2 separate regions of the Rattus norvegicus genome follow, and region 1 is linked to region 2. A link is a contact called in public Hi-C data. All regions are on one chromosome and are shown on one strand. The core of a region is the stretch at or near the end of the contact, and the rest is flanking DNA. Distances in the headings are between cores, read along the strand shown. Region 1 overlaps Hook3 (hook microtubule-tethering protein 3). Region 2 holds the start of Thap1 (THAP domain containing 1).

The links. A called contact is a pair of places that touch in the nucleus more often than the background predicts.
Region 1: a Hi-C map of liver shows a contact between it and region 2, with 2.7 times the contacts expected there. The contact joins the enhancer-like site here to the promoter of Thap1 in region 2. A contact is called at or near these places in 3 of 12 Hi-C or Micro-C datasets (hepatocytes, kidney and liver).

What each region holds. Positions count from the first base shown.
Region 1 is chr16:72,697,384-72,702,578 of GRCr8, reverse strand. It overlaps Hook3 (hook microtubule-tethering protein 3), which reads right to left. Exons shown (of 22, transcript NM_001136098.1): 6 at 1-17. Among named protein-coding and RNA genes, the nearest start is that of Hook3, 43 kb to the right of the region's middle. Within about 2 kb of position 2,403, at least 2 of the 93 cell types and tissues checked have an H3K27ac peak or open chromatin away from gene starts, as enhancers often do. A contact at or near this core is called in liver, where this site is marked.
Region 2 is chr16:72,610,623-72,615,233 of GRCr8, reverse strand. It overlaps Thap1 (THAP domain containing 1), which reads left to right and starts at 2,544. Exons shown (of 3, transcript NM_001008340.1): 1 at 2,544-2,847. The coding sequence starts at 2,777. It overlaps LOC134482515 (a long non-coding RNA gene), which reads right to left and starts at 2,900. Exons shown (of 2, transcript XR_010058735.1): 1 at 2,498-2,900.

The DNA of each region.
Region 1 (5,195 bases), core at 1,154-3,653, 87 kb before region 2:
AATGGCTTGAATGTACTCTGAAAACAAGAATAACCTGGGATGTCACTGTCCAGGTTAACAGATTGCCAAGAAGCTGAAGGCTAGTGCTTTATAAATTATCACAATCAGTTTTCCGTTTTGAGAATCCCCTTCTCATGGCTTCTCTGCCCCAAATATGTGCCATAGGTAGGCAAAGACTGAAAACCAAATTTTAACTTTGTTCCAAAGTCTTGTCTGACATTTATTCATTTGCTTGAATCTGGATCTTGTTAGCTCCCCCCAATGCACTTTGAATCCTAAATCAGCCTTGAACTTGTGACCTTCCTGTCTTAACCCTTCAGGGTGTCCTCTGAGTTACTACCACACTTGGCTCTGCTCACTGTCTGCTGTTAACGCTGAGGTATAGGTGAAGGTCGGGGAACACAGCTTCAGCACCCGTACATACCAGACTGAATCAGCGAAATAGTGAGACCCAAAAATAACGGCAAAAAGAACCTCATCACTTTTCAGCACTCTAAAGCTATCCTTTAGATGCTTCTTAGTTACAGGGTAAAAATATTCTGGTTTTATCCTTACATGATCAAAGCACTAAGTTGTATAAATTCTTACCTTAATTTTGTTTACTATATAGAACATAAATAACTAAAATGAATTTAAGATACACACTGAACCTGTAATCGAATAACTATATAGTTCCAGGCTTTAAAATACTGTCCTACATCGCTACATGGGAAGCAGAAAGCCCACCAGCTTCATGCTCACCACTCCCAAGCTAGGAGGGTCTCAGCCAAGAGTAAAGTCAGATTGGAAGCAGTGTCTGTTTCCTCTGACAAGGCCCTGCTATAGTTTTCATCTTTTCCAAACACAACAATTGATGACAGAAGTGACTTAATGGCAGGTACCTGTAGTGTTGTACTTATGAATGTATATGCATTGTCATTAGATTCATCTACTGGATTCTTCTGCCCAGCAGATAACATGGGTGTGTGTGTGTGTGTGTTGTTTTAAATATTTTAACGCCACCATTGTGATATTATGACATCAAAAACAAGAGCCAGCACATCTAGGATGATTGACAAGTCCTCAAAATTAAAGCGTATGAATGAGCATGGAAGAGAAGAAGCAGTGGCGTTGCTATGGGGAGGGAGGCTTATGGCAACTACTAGAAATGAAGGAGGTAACAGCAAAAGAGGTCAGGACATTAGTAGGTACGAGAGGGGAAGCGTTAGTTAAGAAGCGGTGTTGCCACGTCAAGGCCCTTCCCCGCGAACACCGTAAAGTACTAAAGGAGAAAATGGTGATGACAGCTAAATTAACGTGTACTACTTTCAAACCGTAAAGTTAAAAATTCAATTATGTGGGATTATTTGGTACACACCCATGAAGCAATGCTGGAGAATGAACCACACTACGTTAAGGGAGTTTGCCCTCAATTTTATCTGTTCAAAATGTTTAGTATAGTTTAATATGAAGAATACAAAGCTTAAAGGGTGAAGAAATAATTTTTTTTCTATATCTAGCCCATTCATCACAAGGAAGGTAAATCCCATACTATCTATAAGTCTCAGCCTTCTAATCTATAACAGGTATTTTTTGTTCTGTTACTGCTTAATAGAATAGTAGACTGAAGGCAGACACCATGGTGTTGCCTGATAGGATGGTGAGATGGCCAGTGAGTAAAGGTGCTTTCCAACAAGCCCGATGACTGGATTTTGATCCCAGGATCCTCTGACTTCCCGAGTTGTCCACTGAGATCTCCACATGCACTTTGCAGCATGTGTTGTGGCCCCCGCCCCCTGCCCCTGCCAAAAACCCTACAGTCTTCCCTCACTTCTGCTAGCAAACCCAGAACACAAGGGTTAGCAATGTTATTGTCAGTGTGCCTTCTACTATTAATCTCTGCCTTTTAAATCTTACCCCTACTTTATTTGCCCCAATTAGAGGTCAGCAAAGACAAATGAATGCACAATTAGGCTCTCACCAATTGCTTTTAACTTCTTCCAACTTAGAAGAATGGCTGAACAGAGAGCAAATGTAAAACACAGTTTCACTTAGTCTTTACAGTGAAGACACTTTGGGGATAAGGACAAAGGCAGAGCATACCTCATCCACAGGTAGGTAGGTAGGAAGCACTGAAGCACTTCAGAGCCTCCTAATCTATCGACCCATAGTGCACATTCACAGCGACAGTTAATGATTAACAATTTAGAAACTTGATTACATGATTCTTAACTCTACTGTATTCCTGAAACCAGATGATACCCCAAATGTGGGTAAATGAGAGATTAAAAAGCCTGTTCAACTGGAAGCTTCCTTCTTCTTTACCAGCTAGCATTTATAATGCTGGAATGTGCTGTACAGTGCACTATGGGATATTAGTCACCAACTGTTTACCCAGCTGTGAACTCTGCTAAAAGTATCAGCTTGCTAGACAAGATGTGACCACAGTGCAGTAGTGGCCAGAGTGTTACTGGAGTAATCAATCACTTTCTACCTGGATTTTAGACCTGCTCCACAGGAAAAAATCATACTTGGTATTATAAATCTGGTCAAAAGGGAGGTCATCTAGTCCTTGGATGGAGGGACTTTACTACTGTTGTTTTGTTATGTAGTCTTCTAAATCTTCATCCTTATACATATAGATTAGTGCTGTTCTCATTCTTGGTCACAACAGTTTCTGTTTTCAGTGGGCAATGATTAACACAGAGACTCATAACTGGTGACTGATGAGTGAGTGCTCAGTCCTAAAATGAGGCTGGCATGACCCCTCCAAGGCTCCAGGAACCCTGTGGAAGAGGGGGCAAGAAAGAATGTAAGCACTAGACGGTGGGAAGGGGCGCTGTGATGTGCTCTTTTCTGGACACAGCACAGCTAGCGTACCATGAACCAATGATGGCTTTGGGGTGATCGATGTGCCATCATCAGAAAAAAAATTTTTTTAAAGAAATATAGACAGTTTAAGAAAAGTAAAGCAATCTAAAGAGTGGGAGTCAGCTAGTGAGCTGAGGGAAAAGTCCCAAAAGTCTAAACTTATTCAGTATTAGAATATGAAAAAAGTACAAAACCAAATAAATGTAAACTTGTTTTTCATTACGAGATGTGGAAGAAAATAGTGTGAATAGGGGTTGGGGACCTTTGAACTAAAAAATAAAAATAAATAAATAAAAGATAAGAACTGAACTTCAAGTTAAAATAATTGCAGAATACTATTTATAATTTTGAATAGTCTTTCATTTCCTATTCTCTTGCAATACTTCTCTCAATTCTCTCTTTACCAGACTATAACTACAGTTTTGAGGGGATATAACTTGAGTCTTTCTTACTCTGAGTAAGTCTTAACTCACTGTCCTTCCCAGCTTTACTTGAATAACTTCCCTACACCACGTCTAGACTCTCCCACTCCATCCCACCTTTGGAGCACTCACCGTAACTCTGTAATTACTTGTGCTACGGGGTAATGCTGCTTTTCCTCCTCCATTCAAGTCCTATGAAAGCAAGCTTTGTGTCTGTTTTGTCTGGTTCTGTGGCTCTCATCCATAATGTATCAGATTAATAAGTATCTATCACCCAAATGACAGATGGGAATGGCTGTACCTCGTGTAACCCCAGAACTGGGGGCAAAGACAAGCAGATTTCAGGAGTTCACTAGCCACCCATAGCCCAGATAGGGAGTCAAGTTTACAGGCCACAAAGAATGAAGTGGAGGATGGGGAGGATGACAGCCAATGTCCTTTTCTGGCTCTGTGTGCATATGCTGAGAGGCACACACCCATGTGCATGTGCACACATAAATATATGGAAGCACCCCCTCAAAGCAAAAATAATTTATCTACTTTATGTACAGTAAGTCTGAATATATTTTGAAGGGGTGATCCCCATATAAATAAGTCATATTTTACAAAAGAGTTTAAAAAAACCTAAAAATTAAAAAAAAATATTACCTCCATATCAAAGCTGGTCTTCAAGTAACTTCAACAATGCCACAAATATGTGACCTTGGAGTCATAAAAACACTGTACTTTTTCTAATATCTGCACACTTACTAATTTATCTAAGTCTAATTAGAAGTTTTACCAATTTATAGTTGATATGAATAAGTATAGTTGATAGAATAAGTATGACTCACCCCATAAATGCCACCTAAGAAGTGACATTTTAAAGTGGAAAAATTCGTTTTCTCCAATGGTCTCACTGGGTATATTAAAGCATACCAAAAGGCAGGCCCCATGCCCAACACTAGATAGCTAATATAAAATGAACTCAATGATATTGGTGTAGACCTCTTGCCTCATTGCTTTTTGGGACAAATTTTTTCGTCTTACTTGGTTTTTTTCCCTGTATGTTATGGCTGTTCATCTTATATCTATGAATTTCAGTTGTGTGTTTCTTGTTTTTATTTTTTTTATTCTTTTTTTTTTTTTTTTGCTTTTATGGAAAGAAAGAAAGGAGGAGTTGGGTGAAGAGATGAGGAGATGAGAGGAGTTGGGAGAGAAGAAATCATGATCAAAAATATATGAAAAAATTTTTTGATAAAATAAATTGTGGATATGGTAAGTATGGCACATGCCTATATCCCAATACTCAGGATGCAAAGGCAGGCAGATTTCTGTGAGCTTCAGGCTAACATGGCCTACATAGCAAGTTCCAAGTCAGCCAGGGCTCATAGAGAGACCCTGCCCTAAAAAAAAAAAAAAATCAAATATCAAAAAACCAAAAACCAATTTGTGGCTCTAAGAACATGCAAAAGATAAATGAAATAGAATTATTGTTTAAAACACTAATAAACATAAAAATCACATTTTCTTGAAATTAAAATGGTTGGAAACACTATTTTGTGTAAGATCATGTGCTGTCTTACTTGTTGTATCACTTAGATCCCTAATGATCTTGTGAGGCAGGTACTAAGTCTACTAAACCTACATTTACAGAGAAACTGCACTACAAAGATAAGATTCACCCAGCAACTATTCATCGTTTGTAAGAGTGCAACTGGATCTGAACATTGGCTGACTGGGCACTGCAGCCTGTGCTCTTATTCTAAAGCACAGAAATATTTTCTAAGCTATCATCGTATAAACTACATTAATAAGTATTTTAATAATAACCATAAGGTTCAGCACAGCCAAGGTAGTTAACATGCATTAGAAAGAGTATCCTCAGGGTGGGGTACAGCACAATTCAATAGAACAGTGCATGCTTACTATGACCATGGCACC
Region 2 (4,611 bases), core at 1,295-3,794:
CAAATTCTTGCCTTTCCTTTGTGAAGCCTGAGATCACAAGAGTGTGCTACCAAGCCTGAGCCTGAAGAGTGTATTTAAAACTGTATCACCCTCTGCTTCAGAGCGGACTGTGGAGATAGGACGTTGCTCAGTACAATAATCTCAGCATAGTAAACCAGTAAAACTTATTCTCCATTTTAGAGTAAAATAGCTTACATCAGCCTACAGAACTCCTTAGGCTCTTAACTTCTGCTTTCCTCTGTAACCTCATCTCTTACTTGTCCCCCAAGCCACTGCACTCAGGAACTCTAACTCACTTCTGCTTTTCTTTGAGCAGACTGAAGGCACCAAGCCTTGGGAGGTGGGTTTCACCATTCCTCATGGCACCAGGCACAGAAGATGTCCTCACAGTAAAATCGCCCTTCGAAATCTTTCAGCAGTTACTTCCTCTAGCAGGCCAGTCCTAGCCTCATCTTTAAAATCTGCATCTTCCTCCAGCACTTTTAATATTTCTGTGACTCTCCTTCTTCTCACTATAAAACACTAGCTTGGTAAAGTGAGGTAGACCAGTATACCACCCATCTTCACTAATATATAGTTCCTTAGAAGTTTGTAACAGATTTTCAATAAATACTTATTAAGCCAGTTGATGTGTCTAGAGTTTAAGGTAACTAAGTAAATTATTTTTGGGATACCATCTGTTAACCCTATCTTGATTTCTTTTCTTTACAGTGGACTAGAGAACCTAGCATCAATACCTTTTAAAATGTTAACAAGCCACTGTTCTGGTGTTCCTGGTACACAGCTACTATCATGAAACTAATTTAGATAAGGTTTCTAGGTCCATTCAATTCAATGTTTCCTAAATAATTTGTGACAGTGCTGCTGAGGCAACTGGGTTCAGTAAGATGCTGCCAGCCTCCAGAGCACCCTAGTTCAGATTCGACACAGATATAATTACATAAGCACGTAACTGCAGAGAGAAGTCCAGAAAGGTAAAGCCTTACTTGGGGAAGGTAAGGGAAGCAGACATAACACATAAGATTCATCTTAAGGATACATGGGGAGGTCAGGGGATGGGCATCCCAGGCCAAGCAAAACTCTGTATTTGAGCAGTTAAAGGAGTTGAAGGACAAGCAGGGCAGGATGGTAAAAACACAGAGTACCTGCTGCCTATGCAGCCACCATAAGCAATTTGGATTTTACTCACTCCAGAGGTAGACTCTGAAGTCTAAGTTTTATAAGCAAGGAACTGGCAGTGTTTTTACGAGGGACAGAGAGAAGGCTGGAGACTAGGACTGACAAAAAGTTGAGTAGGAGACTGAGTACTTGAATTCAAGATTGCTGGTGAGAGAATAACCAAGAGGTACTAGTTTTACTCTATGAGATTAACCTAAGTCTTGAGGAAGGGGGAGAAATCCTAGGAGCAGCTGATAAAAACACTGGGAACCAAGACTAATGGGAGTTGGGTCCCTGGAAGCCCACAGGGTGGAAGGAAGAGAATCCACTCCCACAGGCCGTCCTCTGACCTACATGTGTGCTTGGTGCCCATTTGCCTAAAGTTATAGATGGTGTGAACTGCCTTGTGGGTGCTGGGAACCGAATCTGGGTCCTCTGCAAGAGCAACAAATGCTCTTTACCACTGAGTTAAGTCCTGGTTTTGTTTGTTTGATTGATCTCATTGATACCAGGGTTCCAGATTTAAGTAGCCGGCAAATGCATTAAACCACATACATGGTGACTCAGAAGGCAAGTCCATGTGTGCTGAAGTTAGAGGGGCTAGTAAAGGATGGTATGCGGGCTCAAGAGTCAAAGGTCTACAATGATGTCGGGCACACGCGCCCCAGACTCAAAACTACAGAAGGTCAAGCATGTAACACTTCTCTCTAGCATGAAAAATAGCTGCAACAGCTCGCAATTTCCAGCACAGACAGAACGCAAAGGTAACAACGTTCCAAGCTGGAGAAACGGCTCAGCGGTTAAGAGCACTGACTGCTCTTCCAGAGGTCCTGAGTTCAATTCCTAGCAACCGCATGTGGCTCACAGCCATCTGCAGTGGGATCCGCTGCCCTCTTCTGGTGAGTCGGAAGACAGCGACAGTGTACTCACAAATATAAAATAAATTTTAAAAAATAAGTGCTTTTGATTCTCAGCTTAGAAGAAATGAAATGCACGTCTGTACTCGCTCTTTAAGTAGACGGCCATCTGGATTCTGAACGTGGAACACAGATTTGTATAAATCACACCTCCGCAGCCGCCCTTTTTAAAAATTACATGTGACCAGGGACGAGCTTTCCCACCTTCCCTTTACGCTTCTGGGTCCAACAGGCGGTTTAAATTGAATTAAGTTTACCACACTCACCAATACAAGACCCTACAAGAGACTAAAGCAAGGCTCCCAAACAAACGCGCTTTCTTCCGGCCAAGGCGCAGAGGACCCACCCACTTCCGCACTGCTGACCACGCCCCCCAGGCACGCCTCGCCCTAACCAATGGTCAGCTTCCCTGGGAACGTTACCTTCGGCTAATCAGAGCCTGCGAGCGAACTCCTCGCGAGAGGTGAGGTTGAAGCTGCCTCCGCCATCTTGAAGATGGGAGACGAGCGACAGCTGTTGTCTTTCTGCTAAAGCAAACACCACAACGGACCGGGTGGTCACCCCCCACGGTGAGGTAATCGTCCCCATAACTGCTAACCAAAGCCACCGAAAGCGGCGACCGTATCAAAGCCGAGCGCGGCGGCACCGACGGCCCCTTCACCTGCCTCCCGGGCAGAGGGGAAGTGTGGAGGGCCAGAAGGATGGTGCAGTCCTGTTCCGCCTACGGCTGCAAGAACCGGTACGATAAGGACAAGCCCGTCTCCTTCCACAAGTAGGTAACTGGCGTGCTCCGCGGCCGCGGCAGGGGCGCGCGGGCGGGTGGAGGCGGAGCCCGGCGCGTGGCCGCGCGAGACCTGGAGGAGGCGGGGCGGCCGGCGGGCTCGGGCGGCAGACGGGGCTGGCCGGCGGGGGCGGGGACCCATGGCTGCGCGTTCCCGGCGCGCGCCGCCTCCGTTGGCTGGGCTCTGCTGAGGCTGCGGCCGCGCCTTTGCGCTCGTGGAGGGTTTCTGGCGAGCAAGCGATGGACGCCTGGAAGCCTCTCGCTGCCCTCCGGATTTCGTCCCAAGCCAAGCCGTGGAAATGTCCCATAGGGATAAACTGGAACTAGAAAAGCATGGGAGGGAGACCTGGCTTCTGACCTCGCTGCTGCTGTTAGGAGGGAAGCAGGATAGCTGAGTGTTGACATCTGACCAGGACTTTTAGACCTGGTTTCAAAGAACCAAGCTTTAAGGATCTGTGGGTTTTAGAGGTGACTCTTGGTATTGCCAAGATGAGCCCCAGTCTTTCAACACACGGTAGTAATGAAACGATAGCATTCACTTTACTCAGATGCCCTGGGAAAGGTTGATGGAACTAATGTTAGCTTTCCCCCACAGCTGTCAGGCCTTGTTCTTGTGTGTGCAGCAAGCAAGAATCCAGGATGAAAAATACTCTCTTGAAAGAAGAAGGCAATAGAATTAACGTTACTGATGGTGATTATTAGCAATGCTAACGGTCCACAAAATGTGACATACTTTTAGGCAGCTAAATTCGTTATTACAAGTTTTATGTTAGGTTTTGGAAGAATTCCTGACTGTATGCAGAGAATAGCTAAGAAATCAGACCCACTGGAAAATTATCCAAACTGTCTATAGGGAAAACAATTACAGAAACAAATTTCAAAATGTTCCCTCAGGGATTTGGGGAGCTAGTGTTTTTGTTTAAAAGTGTTTGTTAGAAAGTAAGAGTTGTATGCTGGTGTTTTCTCTGTGGGAAGAGGATAGAATATGTCCAATTACTACGACTTGATTGATTGAAATTTCATACGCCTTCAGAATGTCAGAACAGATCAGGAAATGGTGACAGGGATATGCATCCGACTTGCCACTTCCCTTTCCTATGCTTTATTAAGATGGCCCAGGAGTCTTCAAATATGCAGACTAGTTAAAAATGGCACACATCGGGGTTGGGGATTTAACTCAGTGGTAGAGCGCTTGCCTAGCAAGCGCAAGGCCCTGGGTTCGGTCCCCAGCTCTGAAAAAAAGAAAAAAGAAAAAAAAAATGGCACACATCAAACTACTGTTTCAACTGCTGGATGTTGAAACATAAAAACAAGAATGAGTCTTATTCCTTATGTAAGAACAGTAAATGGCAAAGATCTTGACAGTTCAGAGTTTGTGCTCTATGCCAGGAGATGAGATACTAAGATTTATAAGAAGCTACCACAGTGGTTGTACTTCTTTTCAGGAATATCTTTTTTCCAGCCTGTGTGCAGTAGCAGTGGAGAAAGCTGGCTGTGTAAAGAATAAACACTAGCAGGAAGATTGGTTAGGTCTTCATAAAGAAAATGATGATCAGGGTCCCACATACCTTATGTAGTGGAATAGTAAAAATAAGTGGAAACATTCCTTTTCAGCCATTTCTGATTCCTCTAGCATCTCCCACCAAGTTTTTGTTATAGAAAAGCATAGTGGCAATAGATACAAGGATTCCCCATTCCATACACTGAATTAAGCCATAAAATAACGTCCTTACCATCTTTGTCACTTGCCCAATT